2 separate regions of the Rattus norvegicus genome follow, and region 2 is linked to region 1. The links are chromatin contacts, called in public Hi-C maps. All regions are on one chromosome and are shown on one strand. Each heading gives the region's core, a stretch centred on a gene start, on an enhancer-like site or on the middle of the called end of the contact. The rest is flanking DNA. Distances are from core to core; before and after follow the strand shown. Region 1 holds the start of Bcor (BCL6 co-repressor). Region 2 has its middle 330 kb from the start of Rpl37al2.

The links. A called contact is a pair of places that touch in the nucleus more often than the background predicts.
Region 2: a Hi-C map of Schwann cells shows a contact between it and region 1, with 3 times the contacts expected there. The contact joins the enhancer-like site here to the promoter of Bcor in region 1. A contact is called at or near these places in 1 of 12 Hi-C or Micro-C datasets (Schwann cells) and 1 of 1 datasets of contacts at active chromatin or transcription factors (oligodendrocytes).

The regions. Positions count from the first base shown.
Region 1 is chrX:13,355,012-13,362,039 of GRCr8, forward strand. Bcor (BCL6 co-repressor) reads left to right here and starts at 5,365. Exons shown (of 15, transcript NM_001191586.1): 1 at 5,365-5,593.
Region 2 is chrX:13,789,535-13,797,261 of GRCr8, forward strand. No RefSeq gene overlaps it. Among named protein-coding and RNA genes, the nearest start is that of Rpl37al2, 330 kb to the left of the region's middle. Within about 2 kb of position 5,542, at least 36 of the 93 cell types and tissues checked have an H3K27ac peak or open chromatin away from gene starts, as enhancers often do. A contact at or near this core is called in Schwann cells, where this site is marked.

The DNA.
Region 1 (7,028 bases), core at 4,115-6,614:
CAAGGCGGGGTGGGCTGGAGGGGTGCTAAAGGGCTGGAGATGCTGAGGTATGGGGGCGGGGGTGAGGGCACAGCAGATTGGGCCTGGAGAAGAATGGAGTCAGGTAAATTGTGCTAGTGCTTAAAGTAAACCCTTTGGAATTCCCAGCCTGGAGAGGTGAAATGGTGACCACTCCACACCAACCACTTCTGGGTCCAATTCTGTCCCTCTGGGTACCCTCAGGCACTCAATTGCTTAGGATCACACCAGTTCTGTTTTTCTTTCTGCTGGTCCTTAGTCCCTTCCTCACCCCATCAGTCCCCAGGTAGCAGAAATAAGCAGAATTGAAAATGGTTGGTTGGGAGGCTGGTATGTTGGGTGGGAAGGCAATTACTTGGCAACTGTGCCCCCTTTCATTTACTTTCCCACTGACCCCACCCCTCAAGCCGGATAAAATATTCCCCAGTGGGCCTAGCTAAACCAGAACCCCTCCTGGACATAGTGTAAGGATTGATCTGCAGGAGCGTCTGGCTTCAATGATGGGGCCAGGCCTTCTCCCAAAGCCTCCTGTGTTTCTGCCATCTGGTCAACACCTAGTCAGCCTTTGGCAACAGTAGGATAGACTAAGATTCCAGAGTTCAGAGCCTGACAAAAATTTAGCCTAGATCAGGAATTTCCTGAGATTATTTCTGTGAACCATATCGGTTCTGTTCTTTGGACCACTCACCTCCAAATAGCCCATAATTCCAAAGGCAATTACCTTTAAGCTGCACAACCCAAAATCTAACCGTTTTCTGCCTGGGAAGGCAGCTACCTAGCTTTAGGTAGTCCACAATTAGTAAAACCCTTAGGGTCATGGACAGGCCCCTAATTGTTCATTTGAGTTTTGAAAGAAAGACAGGCTAGCTAGATTGGTCTACCCTACTCCACCCCACCACACTCGACCCTATGGATTTTTTTTTTTAAAGCCCCATTGGTAAGCCTGGAGTTCAATTGCTAAATGACTGTAAGACCCGTAAATGTGGGGTCTTTGTATGTTTTTAAAAGATAGTTAACATTAACATTGTTAACATTACATAAAGTAAAATATGCATCCTTACCATTCATGTATGGAGTGTTCCAATAACTCCAATAATAAATCCAGTAACATCAACCAGAAAACACTAGCTGAGGAGGCCTATAGGTGGCCTATAGAACTAGGATTTCCATTCTATACATACCTGTCATAAACGAATCCCCAGCCACACACCCAGTTGGGAACCCAGATTGCCCCTAATCGCAGCAGGTAGGATCTCTGCATGCGATGCAGATGCAAGGCCTTAGCCCAGACCTAGGGGTGACCAGACTGGTGGAAGTTTGGGAGGTCTTAAAATCAGCAGAATTCAACAAAGACAGGCTGGTTTCAAGTTTGCCCCCAGAAGCTCCAATTTGGTTGCCCAGTTGCAGAGCCTGCTTAGAATCTTCTGCAGGAGAAGGCCTGGGAGTCTAAAGTCCAGCCATATGTTATAATCACAAGACCTTTTCATGGGGGATGAGGCTGGTGGGGGAGGGGCAACATTCGCAGCTCCACCTCGCAGTACTTCTCATTTCCTTGCTGATTTATTTTTCAGCTGGCATGACAGCTTCCCTTGCCTTGCGCTCCCTTGCTCATCCACTGCGCTTTGCTTTCACTGAAATCCTTTTCCGAGTGCAGGATGGATATATATAAAATCGGCCTGACATCAGGGTCAGCTCCAGAAGGGCTTAGGGGAGGGCAGGTAAGAGCCAGACCTTAAGCATCTGAGGCAGACACTGTGCACCCCCAGATCCAGTAGCGATCCCTTTGAGTGAGGGCATAAGAGGGGGCTGCTTTTCAACAGCTTTCTTTCCCCAGGCAACAATTTTGACTAACCAGGCCAATGGGTGTGATCCTTCTCCACTTAGGGACCTGGGAAAATCTCACATTTTAATTCTCAGTGAGTCAGAAACACTCCCCCCCCACACACACACATACACACTTGTGTGCCTGCCTCTTAGGACTCCCTTAATAAGATATTTTTAAAATCCCACGGAATTGGAAAATGCAGTCCCTAGGAGATGGAAGAGAAAGCTTTTAATCCCACCAGCCCACTGGAGAACACCGTGGAGTCCAGAGATCTGGACTCCCGTAAAGGACGGGGTGACTGCCACAAATTATGTCAAAGGCGAATTTACTGGCTTGTTTGTCTCCAGCATCAAATTTCTCCAGCAGGCAGGCTTCGCCCTTACGGCACCCCCCCCCCATTCATTTTAGTTCTAGGACTTAAAGTTAGACAAACAGACCCCATTGTCAGCAGTCTCAGGAAGCCCTAGGACTCAAGAGGCCTCAGGCTCCACGCTTACCTCCTGGATTTTCTGAAAGTTCTGGACAGTTAACATAACTTGGACGTTGGGAAAGCCTGTTCCTGGGAGAATTGGGAGGTGAGAAGAGGGGGAGAGAAGGTGGCTGGGCATTGAGCCAGGGTTTCTGCGGTGTGGCCTAACTGAGCCGGATGAGCCTGGCACTGCTGTGCTGTTCATCCAGGCCAGCCCTCCTGCCCAGCCCACAGCCGCACAGCGGCCTTTCTGCCTGGAACCATGTTCAGAGTTTCCCCACAAATGCCCAACTCCAGCTTTCCCGGTTATTTAAGACTTGTTTTGAATAAAAGGAGTCGCTTCAAAAAGAAATGTTTCTACAACACACAACCAGCGGCCTTTCCCCCCAGCTGTGTCTGTAACTCGCATGCATTCAGTCTAATAACTTTTAATGTCTAGCCCTAAAACGTCTTTATAAAAAATAGCTTTACAGCATAATAGTCCAGGTGTCTTTCTGCTTGTTACCGGAGATTAAAAAAATGTGTAGGTTAGCTTTCAGAGGCACCCCCCTCCGCCCCTCAAGAAAGACCAGGAAGAAAAAGGCGTGCATTCCATTCTGCAGGCACTGGTCCTGGAAGCCTTGGCGGCCCAGCCAGCACAGCTAGGCACTACCCGCCGGCCTGCCTGTCTTTTGCATCAGTTGTTACAAGCAGCTCTGGAGCATGAAGATTTAATTCTGTTCAAAGTTTCGGGTTTCAAACGGTAGAGATGTTTCACTTCTGCTTTGAGAAGGGCTGTTTTTATAAGTATGCTGAGAACTAAAACAGAATGAATAAAATTGCACCTAATATCAGTCCCACAGTCAGTAATGGGTGTCATTTTTAAAAGGGAAAATATCTTCTAGCTAGAGATGAGATTTTGGCCTTGACCTTGACTTGGTAATCAACTTGAGATGCTTTTGATTAATTTTTGGCATGTAGACGCTCCAGGATATTTAAAAACTTTCCGTGTGGGTTTACTAGCCACTTCCATTTCGGACTTAGGTTCTCATCAAGCCTGCATCATCCTGTTCCTAGGCAGAAGACATACTCCAGCCCATCCCAGAATTGAAAGACCCCCATAGAAGCACCGAATGGGGTAACCTTTTGGCCTCGGTGTCAGAGCTCCCAGCCAGGGTGCCCTGACTTCCCTTCCCGCCAGCTTTATGAAGTGAAGCTGGGTTTGCCCTTGAGGCTCTGCGCTCGGGGGAGGCCGGAACCTCGCTTCTCGGCTTCCCCCTTTCGCTTGCCTGCCCTTCCCCCCTCTGGCGCCCAGAGCTGCTCCTGGTGCGTAGGAGAAGCTCGATACGTGTCAATTGAATTGAACTGCTGCGGGCGCAGGCTGTACACTGCCGCCGAGTCCTGATCTGCACGACGTTACCGAGTGAAAATTTATGGGCTGAACGGTGAAGCCAAAAGTTGTTCCCGGCCAAGTAAAATAAAACGCGGGAGATACTCTCACGAGGCCGAGGTGAGAGATGAGGGCAGACCTTTCAGCCATCGGAGGTCCGGGCCGTGAAATGCTCAAAAACTGGGAGAAACTCAGGCGCATCCCGGTTCCCTTTACGGTCCTCCTACCCCCTTGTGTCCCCGGGAACACCCCCCCACACACACACCTCTACACAATTCCCACACAATTGAAATGTCCGGGGAGCAAGGGCGCGGAACTGCCACTGTTGCCCGTGGTGGTGTTTTCACGTAGCTCTTAACGCCTGAAGGGGAAGTAGCTCCTCTGGGAAGAAGGGGCGAGGTGCGGTGGGGGGTGGACGCCCACGCGCACTCAGGCTTTGCTGGGCTGGGTCTCGGAGGGGACGCTAGGCCCGGAGAGCGCAGCGCTGGTGGCGAGAGGAGGCAGTGGCGCCTGCCGCTGGGGTTTGACAGCTTTGGCTGAGAGGAGTGCGAGGCGCTTTATGGTAATTGCGGTCCTCCACTGGCCTTCTGGGTAGCAAGGGGAGTCTCGGCGCGCTGCAGGAAAAGCCGCCCCCGCCGCCCCCCATTCTTGGGGCTGGGGATCTGTTGGCCGACCTAGCCGTCGCCGCTGCGGAGTCGGTCTCCACTCCCCCTAGGACGTGAGCCCTGGCTGGGCGTGAATAGCCAACTCGGCCGGAGCTGGGACGGAGAGGACAGAGGGCGGTAGAGTTGGGGGGGGGGTACTACGACAAGACCCGCCACCCAGATGTTTTGGGGTTCAGATGTGGCGAGGCCCCAATGCACCCGGCTGGGAATCGGTGACAGCCGGGGAAAGTCGGGCGAACCTTTCCTGGGGAATCACCCCCTCCCGAAACCCCACCGCGGAGGCGCCGCAGCGGAGGGTGAGCGGAGACTGGGGATCTCAAACTTGCGAGAGCTGGAGGCGGCGGCGGCGGCGGGCGGGCGGGCGGGCGGCTGTCGCCCGAGCGCTGCGCCTGAGGGGGGAGGGGAGGCGGCTGTTGGGAGGGAGGGAGGGCGGGCGGAGGGAGGGGGAGGAGGAAGAGGAGGGAACCTGGGAGGGGGGACGCGTTGGGATCGCGGCGTGCGGCAGCAGACGGAGCCCGGGCTCCCAGCGGCAAGGTGAGGCAGAGCCGCGCTCCGGGCTGAACGGCGGCCGAGCTCTTAAGCCGAGGGGGAGACGCGCCGGAACCCAGAGCACGACCGAGAGCGGGAGCGAGGCGGGCGGTGGTGGCGGAGGGGGACCACGCGAGTCGCCGGGCGGAGAGCCCGAGCCGCGCTGTCGCCGCGGAGGGACGACTTGGCCAACACACTCGCTCACACACACACCCAGCCCGAGCGGGCGCTCTCGGCGAACCGTCAACATGGCGCTGGGGCTCTTGCCCGAGCGCGGGCGGCAGCGGCGGCGCGGGAGCTGCTGAGGCTGACGGAGCCCGGTCCAGCTGCGGGAGGAGAGGATCGCGCGGGGCCGTCGCCACCTGCCCTAAGCTCGCAGCCCGCCCCGCCCCGCCCCACCCCCACGCGGCCCAAAGCCCACCCCTCTGCCGGGCCGACCCCTTAGGGCAGCAGAGCCGCTGCAGACAGAGGCGAGCAAGCGCGGCGCTGGGAGTGGACTGCGGGCACCGGAGGAAGCCAAACTTTGCTGCTCGCTGCGCTTTCCCGGCCGGGCTCCTCTGCTCTTTAGCGTAGCCGCCCTCTCCCGACCCCGCACACGTCCACCCAGCCAGCCAGCTAGCCGCCCCCGGATCTTCCTCGCCGCCTGGACTCCGCTCCGGGGAAAACTTCAAAACGCCGGATCGAGGGCTCCCTGCCTACTTCCCGACTGGGGATTTCAGGTCAGTGCCCGGAACACCTTTCCCCGGGGGCCGCGGGCGGGCTGGCGCGCCGGGACTGCAGCCGACCTCCTCCCTTAAAGGGTTTCTCCTTCTACTCCAGTAGATCCCCGTCGGGAGGTTTAGCTACCTTGTTCGCTTTCGTTTTTACATCAGAGCTGCAAGTTATTAAAAATGCAGCCAACCTAAGCGGCCCCCGCATGGGCACCCGGGAGGGAGGGACTCGACGGGGGACCTGCCGCCTCCCGAGGGGTTGGGAGGATCGAGAGTTCAGCGAGTGGAAGTTTGCAGCCTCTGTGTGTCTGCGCGGGAGCGCGGTCGTCGCCGAGCGTCGGGAGTCAGGCGCGGGGGGGGGGGTGCTGGGCTGGAAGCTAGGAAGCTCGTCTCGGCGTTACCTCGCTAGCAGGAAGGGGAGGGCGGCGGGTTCCCGTCTGCTTTCTTTTTCGACTCGGAAAAGAACTGTAAAAACCCCCAGCCGCCTTTGCTTCGTCTGGCCTCTCCAGGGGCCGGTGGTGCCTCCGAGTGGAACGACGGCTTGTGCGTGCGCTAGTGTGTGCAGCGGGCGCCTCGGACGGAGCCGAGCTCGACCTACCGTCGTCGCTCAACTCCGGAGGGGAGTCCGGGTTTTTTCTTGGCTTGCCCCAAAGCATGAATCACGTGGAATAACGGGGGGAAAACTACTAGGGAACCTTGGAGAGCTCGAGATTCGGACTGGGCCAGTACGCCGGCCGGCCAGGTCAGATGCATTGTTTTGTAAATGTTCTTTTAAGATTCTAATTCGACTCCCCCCACCCCCGTTTTCCCATCTCTTCCCTTCGCGTAGGTTTTAAGTTCGGAGCCTCCTGGAGCCAGTGTAGACCGCTTGTTTAGGGGCGGCGTGGGGGAGCGAGCAGAGCTCTCAGCCCTCCGCTGGGCTGTGGGGAACCTGGTGGGAAGCCCTGATGGGCGTGTGAAAGTCTGCGGCCCGGGGAAGTTGGTCCCACTCGGAGGGCGGGCGACGCGAGGGCTCTAGGCGAAGAGGAACTTGCGCACCGGGCGCGATCCTCGGCTGAGGCGGAGAGGGCGAGGCGGCACAGGGCCAGCGCTTGGAGCAGGCGGGAGGCTGCGCTACAGAGCCACCAGAAACCCGGGGACTCCGGGCTGTGGCGAAGAGCGCCTGCTATTTACGAAGAGAGCCTAGGAGCGCCCTGAACCGAGTAGGGTGGCTCGTGGCACGTGTAGTCCCAGCGGACTTCTGGCTGCCCGGTTGCTCAACGGAACACGTACCCACGTCCCGAAGAAGACCGAGCTTGTCCCCTAGTAGGCCGAGGCTGAGCCAGGCTTAATTTGCTGTTAATGAATCTTTTCCAGAAAGTCCGCGACCTCCAGCTAGACGCTTTGAGTGCCCGCGCGAAGGCGCGCGCCGCCGGCGTCTAGAAGGTGGGGGTTGGGGGAATAG
Region 2 (7,727 bases), core at 4,292-6,791, 430 kb after region 1:
GTGAATAAAGAAAAGCAAAAACCATTTTAAACACTCAGTGGAGTAAGCACACATTCATAGGGTGCAGTGTGGAGAAGAAAGACTTAAGGTAACGTCTGAGGACCACCCTGAGACATTCTGGAGAGGGGTACTGAATTCCAAACATACCTCACACAGGGCTCTCCAAACTGTCTTCAGACGTGTTATTTTTACTCACTGGGTTTTGTTTTACCTATACTTTTGGTTTGTGTTATATGAGATCTCACTATGCCTCTCAGGCTGACCTTAAACCCATGGACCCCTTGTCTCAGCCTCTGGGTGCTGGGATTACAGCTATGTATGCTCAAGGCCGTACTTATTGGAAACCTCACTTATCAAAGGTCTCTGAGAATCAGGCTAATTTCTTCAGAGTCTGTTCCAGTTTCATCTGGGTTGCTGTGACAAAACATCCTGACCAAAAGCTGATTAGGGTAGGGTCTGCTTGGCTCACGATTCCAGGCTTACAGGGTCTATCATTTTGGGGAAATCAAGGTAGGAATTCAAGCAGCTAATCAGAGGATACCCACAGCCAACAACACAGAGAGAAGAAAGGCATCCCTACTTGTTCATGCTCGCTGCTCACTCTCAACGAGCTTTTGCTACTCTGACATCAGTTAGGGACCTAGGAAATGGCGTTGGCCACAGTGTACAATCAAGACAGTGGCTGACAGACATGCCTACAGGCCGACCTGAATGAGGTGATTCCTTCACGGAGATTCTCTTCCCGGATGATTCTAGGTCATGGCAAGTTGACATTTAAAATTAACGATCACAGAGCCCAAATAAAAATGAAACCAAAAGATGCCTTTCTCTATGTCTTAAATTCATGCATTTTCTTATTGAACGTCTTTTAGTGCACTACAATTCCTGGCTTATTGCTTTAGCTTGATGTGACCGTACAGAGTGATTGGTGACATTTGAATGTTGATGGTTGTCTTGGGAACGTATGGGATGCCTGGCTTTAAGAAGCTTCTCTTTCTACACCAGGTTGGAAACATGGCAGGGCCAAGTGAGCAGTTATTAGTGGCTTGATTATTTTTGTTTGGTCCCCATTTGAACCATATTTGGAATCTGTGCAGGAGAGAAGGGACAAGAAGACAGAGGAAAAAGAACAAGTGACCAGATTTAGAGCTGCTGGGACAGATCCCAGCCCCCGCACCCAAGACATTTGCTCCTGGGTCCTAGAAAGGAAGAAAAGGCCAGCTAGATTTCATCCTGTTCCTCAGGGTTGAAGGAACTGGCTGGGGGAGAGAAGTTTGCCACACAAATGACTACATAAACAACTTTCCAGGGGGCCTATTTAAAATGCTCTGGGGAATAGATTGTTTTAAAGCTTTTAAAAAACACCATTTACATACAATTAATATGTTGATTGCACAGCATTCTTATTAATTCATTATAGCAAGGACTTTGAAATACAAAACAGCCTTTCAATACTTAGTTTGTGATATAACATGAGGCAATTACATACATAATCATTGTATATGTTGGTGTGTGTGTGTGTGTGTGTGTGTGTGTGTGTGTGTGTGTGTGTGTGTGTGTAATTTAGAGTCTCATCATTCCTGAGGATTCATACTATGCTTCTACTAGTACACTCTTTGCCACACAGGGTAGCACAAAGGACATTGTATCTTATATCCTTTTAACCCTTGACTCCTGGTTCGTTAACACAATAAAGGTTCTTGACTGAGTGGAGTGAGGTGTCTGATAATCCTGATTCATTGCCTGAGACTCTACTGTTTAGCAGACACCTTGCTTTAGCTGAGGAGGGGAGGGGAGAAGCACAGTAGTTAGTAGGGACCTACAGAAGATCAGATCTTCAGACCTTTCATGGGGGACACCAGGAAGGTGTCTTGACCTTTGGTTAAAGCAAACATGACTGTTATTCTTCATGATTCTGTGGCTTGATTGGAGAATGAGCTGGGTTATTTGCTGATCTTACTTCAGGCATCTGCTGTGGCTGAGGTAGATGGAACTCTCTGGTGGGGATGGCTGGGAGGCCTTCTGAATGGAGCAGAGTTAGGGTGTTTGGGGGTGTTTCTTCCTGGGGCTAGCTTGGGCTACTTTGTGCGGTAGTTGGAGTCCAGGAGAGAGTGTTCTAAGAGATCATTGTACACATGCTTATCTAGGCTCTGCCGGTGTTACTCTTGCTAAGGCTCCACTGGGCAAAGGAAGTCTCCAGGCTAGCACCAGCACCAGGCTGACGCTGAACTTGCAATGATTCTCTTGTTTCAGCTTTCAAAGTGAGGCGCTTACAGAAGTGAGCCAGTATGTCCTGCCGTCTGGAAGTTCTAAGTCTCATCCGTATTGTTTTCCTAGTTTCTCAACCTTTCTTTCTCCTCCTCCCCCATGTTCCCATCAGAGGCGGATGTTGGGGCATGAAGATAACCCAGTGTCCAGTGTTCAGTGGTGTTCAGTGGCAATGCTACCTCCCCTGTCTGCATGTGGGACAGGCTGGCCTTACTTCTCACTTCATGAAATGTGAGTTACACAGCAGAGGCGGGATGGGTTTTTTTTTTTCCTTTTAAGATTCAAAGTCAGATATTTTAATATTTCACTGAACTGTTGCAGAAAGCCCTTCATTATGGGATGGAAATGCCTGGAAAATGGCCTTCTAATTAATGTGAAATGAGAGAGTGCCCCTCAGAGCAAGGGGGACTTGGCAGCTGTGAGGGTGATGTCACTATGCTAGCACTTCCTGGGTGGGGTGATTGGATGGGGCCCGATCCTAGGATATATTTGCCACGTGGAGCCCATTCAGCATAAATCCTGCCACGGAGCTGGGCTGGAGACAGCAAATTGAGAACCTTCCACAGCTCGCTGAGTTACTGCTTCCCAGAAATTGCTGAAGCCATTGATCTTGATCTTTGTAAATCATTAAATGATTCTGGCATTCAGGCACACGGGAGCTCTGTGTATGGTGACCTGCAGGGAGTCAGACCTGTGTCAGTGGCAGATCCTGGGCATGGAGTCTCACTGGGGTTTGACTCAGCCACGTGGGCAACATCACAGTGACCTTTACCCTGGTGTGCAAGACTGCTCCTCAATAAGACGCGGAGTGGCTTGCTTGGCAGCTGCCCCATGTCCTCTAATACTCTCAGTGGAGCAATGTGTTTCCCAGAGACAGTGAAAGCAACTCAGATCCTGCCAGGAGAGCCTGGGAGAGTCACTGGATTGTTTAGATCTGTCTTCTTGGTTGTTTCTCATACTGAGCAAAGTGGTTGGCGGTTGTCTTTGGGTAAAGGGAATTAAAATGCTTGCTTCAGGCTTGGCTCATTGGATATGAGTAACAGTGACACTCCATAGTATTTATTGAGTACGTACTGTTTATCAGCCATGTACGCAACATTAGAATTTTTTGCATATGTATTTGACAGCAAACCTATAAAGTAGATACTATTATCCCCCATTTGCAGACTGCAGACGATAAGTACTAGGTCTTACAACTAGCTGTTTTCAAAAGATTTGCTGTCCTCTTGCCTGTATGGCTCAGTTCAGTGCATCTTATGAGACTTGGTTTAATCAATATTGGTCACGTGCCCAGATAAGTCTAGCATCAGAGGAAGACAGGGCTACAGGACAAAGAAAATGGGGACTTTTGAATTCAGTATTGCTGTGCAGCTTGGGGGAAATCCTTTCTCAAGCCTCAGTTTCCTATTCTGTAAAATGTGAGCGACAATGCCTGTTTACTAAGTAGTGCCATGGATTAAGAACTTGTCATAAGGTTGGTTGTGAGTAACATTATTTTCAAGCGTGATGGTTCAGAATGGTGAGAGCTAGCGGGAGTGAGAGAGTCAGAAAGGGATTTGGCAACAGTCATGGGGCAGGGGTGGGGGTGGGGGTGGGGAATGACACTCACTGGATTGGAGACCTGGCAGAGACTGCAGAAGTTGGGGAGGAAGAACCAGGGGAGACAGGGAAATGAGCTGCATGCCTTTTCTGCTGAAGCATAGGAACCTGTGTCTGAAGACAGTGCTCCCGAGGTGCTCCTGAAGGTCCCTGGACAGTCCTGTACTTGTGTCTTCTCCATAGGCAACAAAGCATGTGCCTTTGAATAGCTTTTGAGGAAGTTTGGTAGGAACTTCATTCTCAGACCTGGCAGTTGGCTCGCTGCCATCAATGCAACACCTTGTCCCAGCCGGCCACTCGATGAAGTATAAAATCTATGGGTCCCTCCCAGGGTGTCTTTGGGCCATAGGTACTTAAAGATCCAGGAGTCAGGTTTCCTCTCAGAGCTGCTTGGCTGGGGACATGCCTGCTCTAGAACGGGTAGCAGGGGGTTGGCTCTCTGGAGCATAAACTTGGGGTGGCTATGCTATGACTTCTTCACAGACCCTCAAATGCCTCCTGAAGGACTTTGAAGGAGAGCTATGAGAATCTCTTATGGATAGAAATGATAGAAACACCACTCAGATCAGCTGGAACACAAAGTAGAATTGGTGTCAGGACCTCAAATATCTAGCCAATAGCTTCTGTCATAGGTGGACCCAGGTCCACCAGGGTCTAAAATTAAATAGTAACTTTATAGCCTGTCACTCTTTTTAATCAAGCTTCAGGATAACCATTGGCTGTGAAAAGTCTCAGACTATCGTGGTGGGAACAGAGATCTTACCTCTGGGAAAGAAGTCCCAAGGAGGGCTTTGATTGGCCAAGCTAGAGGTAAAATACCCAATGACTATGCTTGAGTATTGGAGAAAACTGATTGGCCAGCAAGGGCTGGGTCATAATTTTATGGATGGGGATGCTTGTTCTCGAAGGCTCAGATGTTTTAATATGGCTAGCTATAGGAAAAAGATGCTTTCACTAGAAGATGGGGCACTTTAAAGACAAAGGGAACTCTTAGTTGCTACCAGTTATGAGTTAAACTATTAGCCAAAGGGCAGTCCTAAGGCAGCTCTAGAAGCTTCTCTAGCAAGCAGACTTGCTTTCTAGGCTGTCATATAGAGATGCTTAAGGCAGCCAGCCAAGAGGGCCTGGTTCCTCCTCACCCCTATCACCCCCTCTGTGCCCAGCTGCAGCCATTTAGTTGGGCCTTTGGCTCTGGGAACAAGGGCCTTCCTTTCACTGTCTCCAGTGTTCAGGGCAGCCTTGTGCTCAGCCAGAGGGCTATGCCTTGTCCAGATGTCCAGAGTGGCTGGTTTCATGTGTCTGACAAGGCCTTCTTTCTCAGCAGGAGGATCTGAAGGAGGGCGATGTCTGCATCCTGGGCACGGGGTGATAAATGCCCCCTGTGGAATGCAGAGATGAATTCTCAAAAAGGGGGAAAGGCTTTCATCATCATTGCAAAAGCCCCAGACAAGGGAGTTTTCTCATCTCAAATTCAGGGTGGGGGTGGAAGAGGGATGTTGGGAGAACAGTGAGGAGGGGGAGGCTACTGGCAATACAGACACTTGACTGTGAAACCTCTGTGCAAGGCCCAACAGAGCAGAGACCTCTTTTCCTCTTGAGTAGCCCAGGACCCAAGGCCATGGCAACCTGAACTCAGCCTCCTGCTGTGTGGCTGGGACTGTCTGTTACCAGCTCCGGAGAATGGGGGCTGTGTTGGCCTCATTCTGCTCCCTCCCCCAGCACCACCCCAGAGCTGCCCCCACACAAATGGCATTGTACAGTCAGAGACAAAAACGTCTGTTCATTCCCCATCCGTGCATGGGGACAAAAAGCTGAGTGTGGCTCACTCTGCTCTGCTTTAGGAAGGATGGGGCTGTGGGGACAAAGAAGGCTGAGAACTCAGGGGCAAGGCAGGGATGGCTGGAGGACATAAATTGACTCTGGCCACATGATGAGAATTTGTGACCCAGTTATACCCAGTAAGGAGGGCAGTCCCTTTGGTGGCCCTTGACCTCCTTTCACAAGACAGGTCGCCTGTGGTGAAGACTGATAACTATGCCCTTGCCAGTTTCTCTGATATATCCATCCCCCTGGGCAGGGTCTCATGGCCTTAAGACATCTCCAGACATCTTCGTTTCCTCAAGTGGAGTTTGTGGGGTCATTCCATTATGGTTAGTTAAGTGTGGGCTTGGGAAATCAGACAGACCTGGTTTCAAAAATTGGCCATGGTGCCAGCTATATGGCCATTGGTTTGCCCATTGTCTTTCCTCATTTATGAAGTGCAAGTAACCATACGATCTATAAGGCTGGGAGGAGCAAAGGATACAATCCTTTGTCATGAACAGTGCAGAGCAGTGTATACAGTAAGTATTCTGTCCACATTGTTGATTAGCTGGTACATAGTATTGGTAGCTGTGTTCACCATGTCTGCAGTTTGGAAGAGATGATGAGAATTCAGAGAGTTGTACCTTGTGAATGAGTTGCATTTCATAGTTAACTGGGAAGCCTGTTTTCTGGACCCAAACATATAGTTTCCATAGAAACACTGCTAAGAAAAGTCTTGAGGTTTCCAGTTAACCCACAAAAGCCTATTCAACTGTCAGTTACCAGAAATAACTGAGTGGTGGCTTTAAAACGTAGCAGAAAATTCTTTAATGTCTCTTCCAATGAGAGATGGACTCTGGGTCCCCTCCTTTCGAGTTCATTGGGCTTGTGTTTGCTTCAGTCCGTTTCAGTCCATGGAATATGTCAAAGGGGGCATGATGTAACTTCAGAGAATGGCCACATTCTCTGAATGGTGAGGGTTCTACTTTGCTTGTTGGATACTAATTCTTGAAGTTCAGAAAAGCTATGTAAGATGTGAGGATCCTTGTAGGCCTTCCAGCTGAAGAGGCCATGGGGTTATATACCAGAGACATATACAGGGGGGGCTTTAAATATCCGTAGTCATTCAAGTCAGTCCTTGCTTTTGGAGTCTTCCCACCCAAGGCCCAGTCCCTGTGAAGCAGGAACAAGGCAGCCACTGTATCCCAAGGGAATTCCCAATCTACAGACCCTATAGGCTTAATACAATGGTTACTGCTATGGTTTGGGTTTATTTGTTACACAGCAGTAACTACATCTAGCACTTGGCCTTTACAACAAGGACTTTGAGCATATCTGATAGTAACTAATGGCAGTGAGCTCTTGCTATGTGCCTGCTGTTGTGAGAAATATATGCTTGTGTTTTTTAAAATCAAACTTATTATCCCTACAAGGGCTCATTTCCTGAACGGTCTCCCTTTGTGCTGGTTAGCCAGTTACTTCAGATGTGAGACTGAACTCGCACTAATCGAATGATTCTCAGTTACCACCTACTTCAGGTGTGGAAGACAGGACTCACATTGCCCCTGGCCTGGTGCTATCCCAGTCTGGGTTCTGGTTCATCCTTCTTACAGAAAGAATCACCTTGTTGAGTTCCTTTTACATTCTTTCTGTGTTCCTTTGTGCACCATTGAGATCATTCATTGTTTCCCACAAACCTGTGCTACATGACTTCTGTAGATTGACTCAGTCCATCCTCAAAAGTACCCTAAGAGAGAAACTAATAGAAAGGAGAGTCCTTAGGAACCAGAGACACATGCAATGACTTTGAAGGAAGAAAGTTTCTTATGGTTGAGTCACAGGGCTTGAAGGAATACAGGTTCCATGACTGTATCCAAGGAAGCACTTGGCAACTTGGCTATGACTGTGGATACTACTTCTAGACAAGTTGAAGGGTTGTTACAGATTGATGCCATTGACTATTTTAACCTATTTTCACTTCCAGATCAATAGTCTTTCTTTGATTCACTTGTTTCTGTTACAGAGTTTGGGGTAGCATCAATCCAAATTTTACCTCA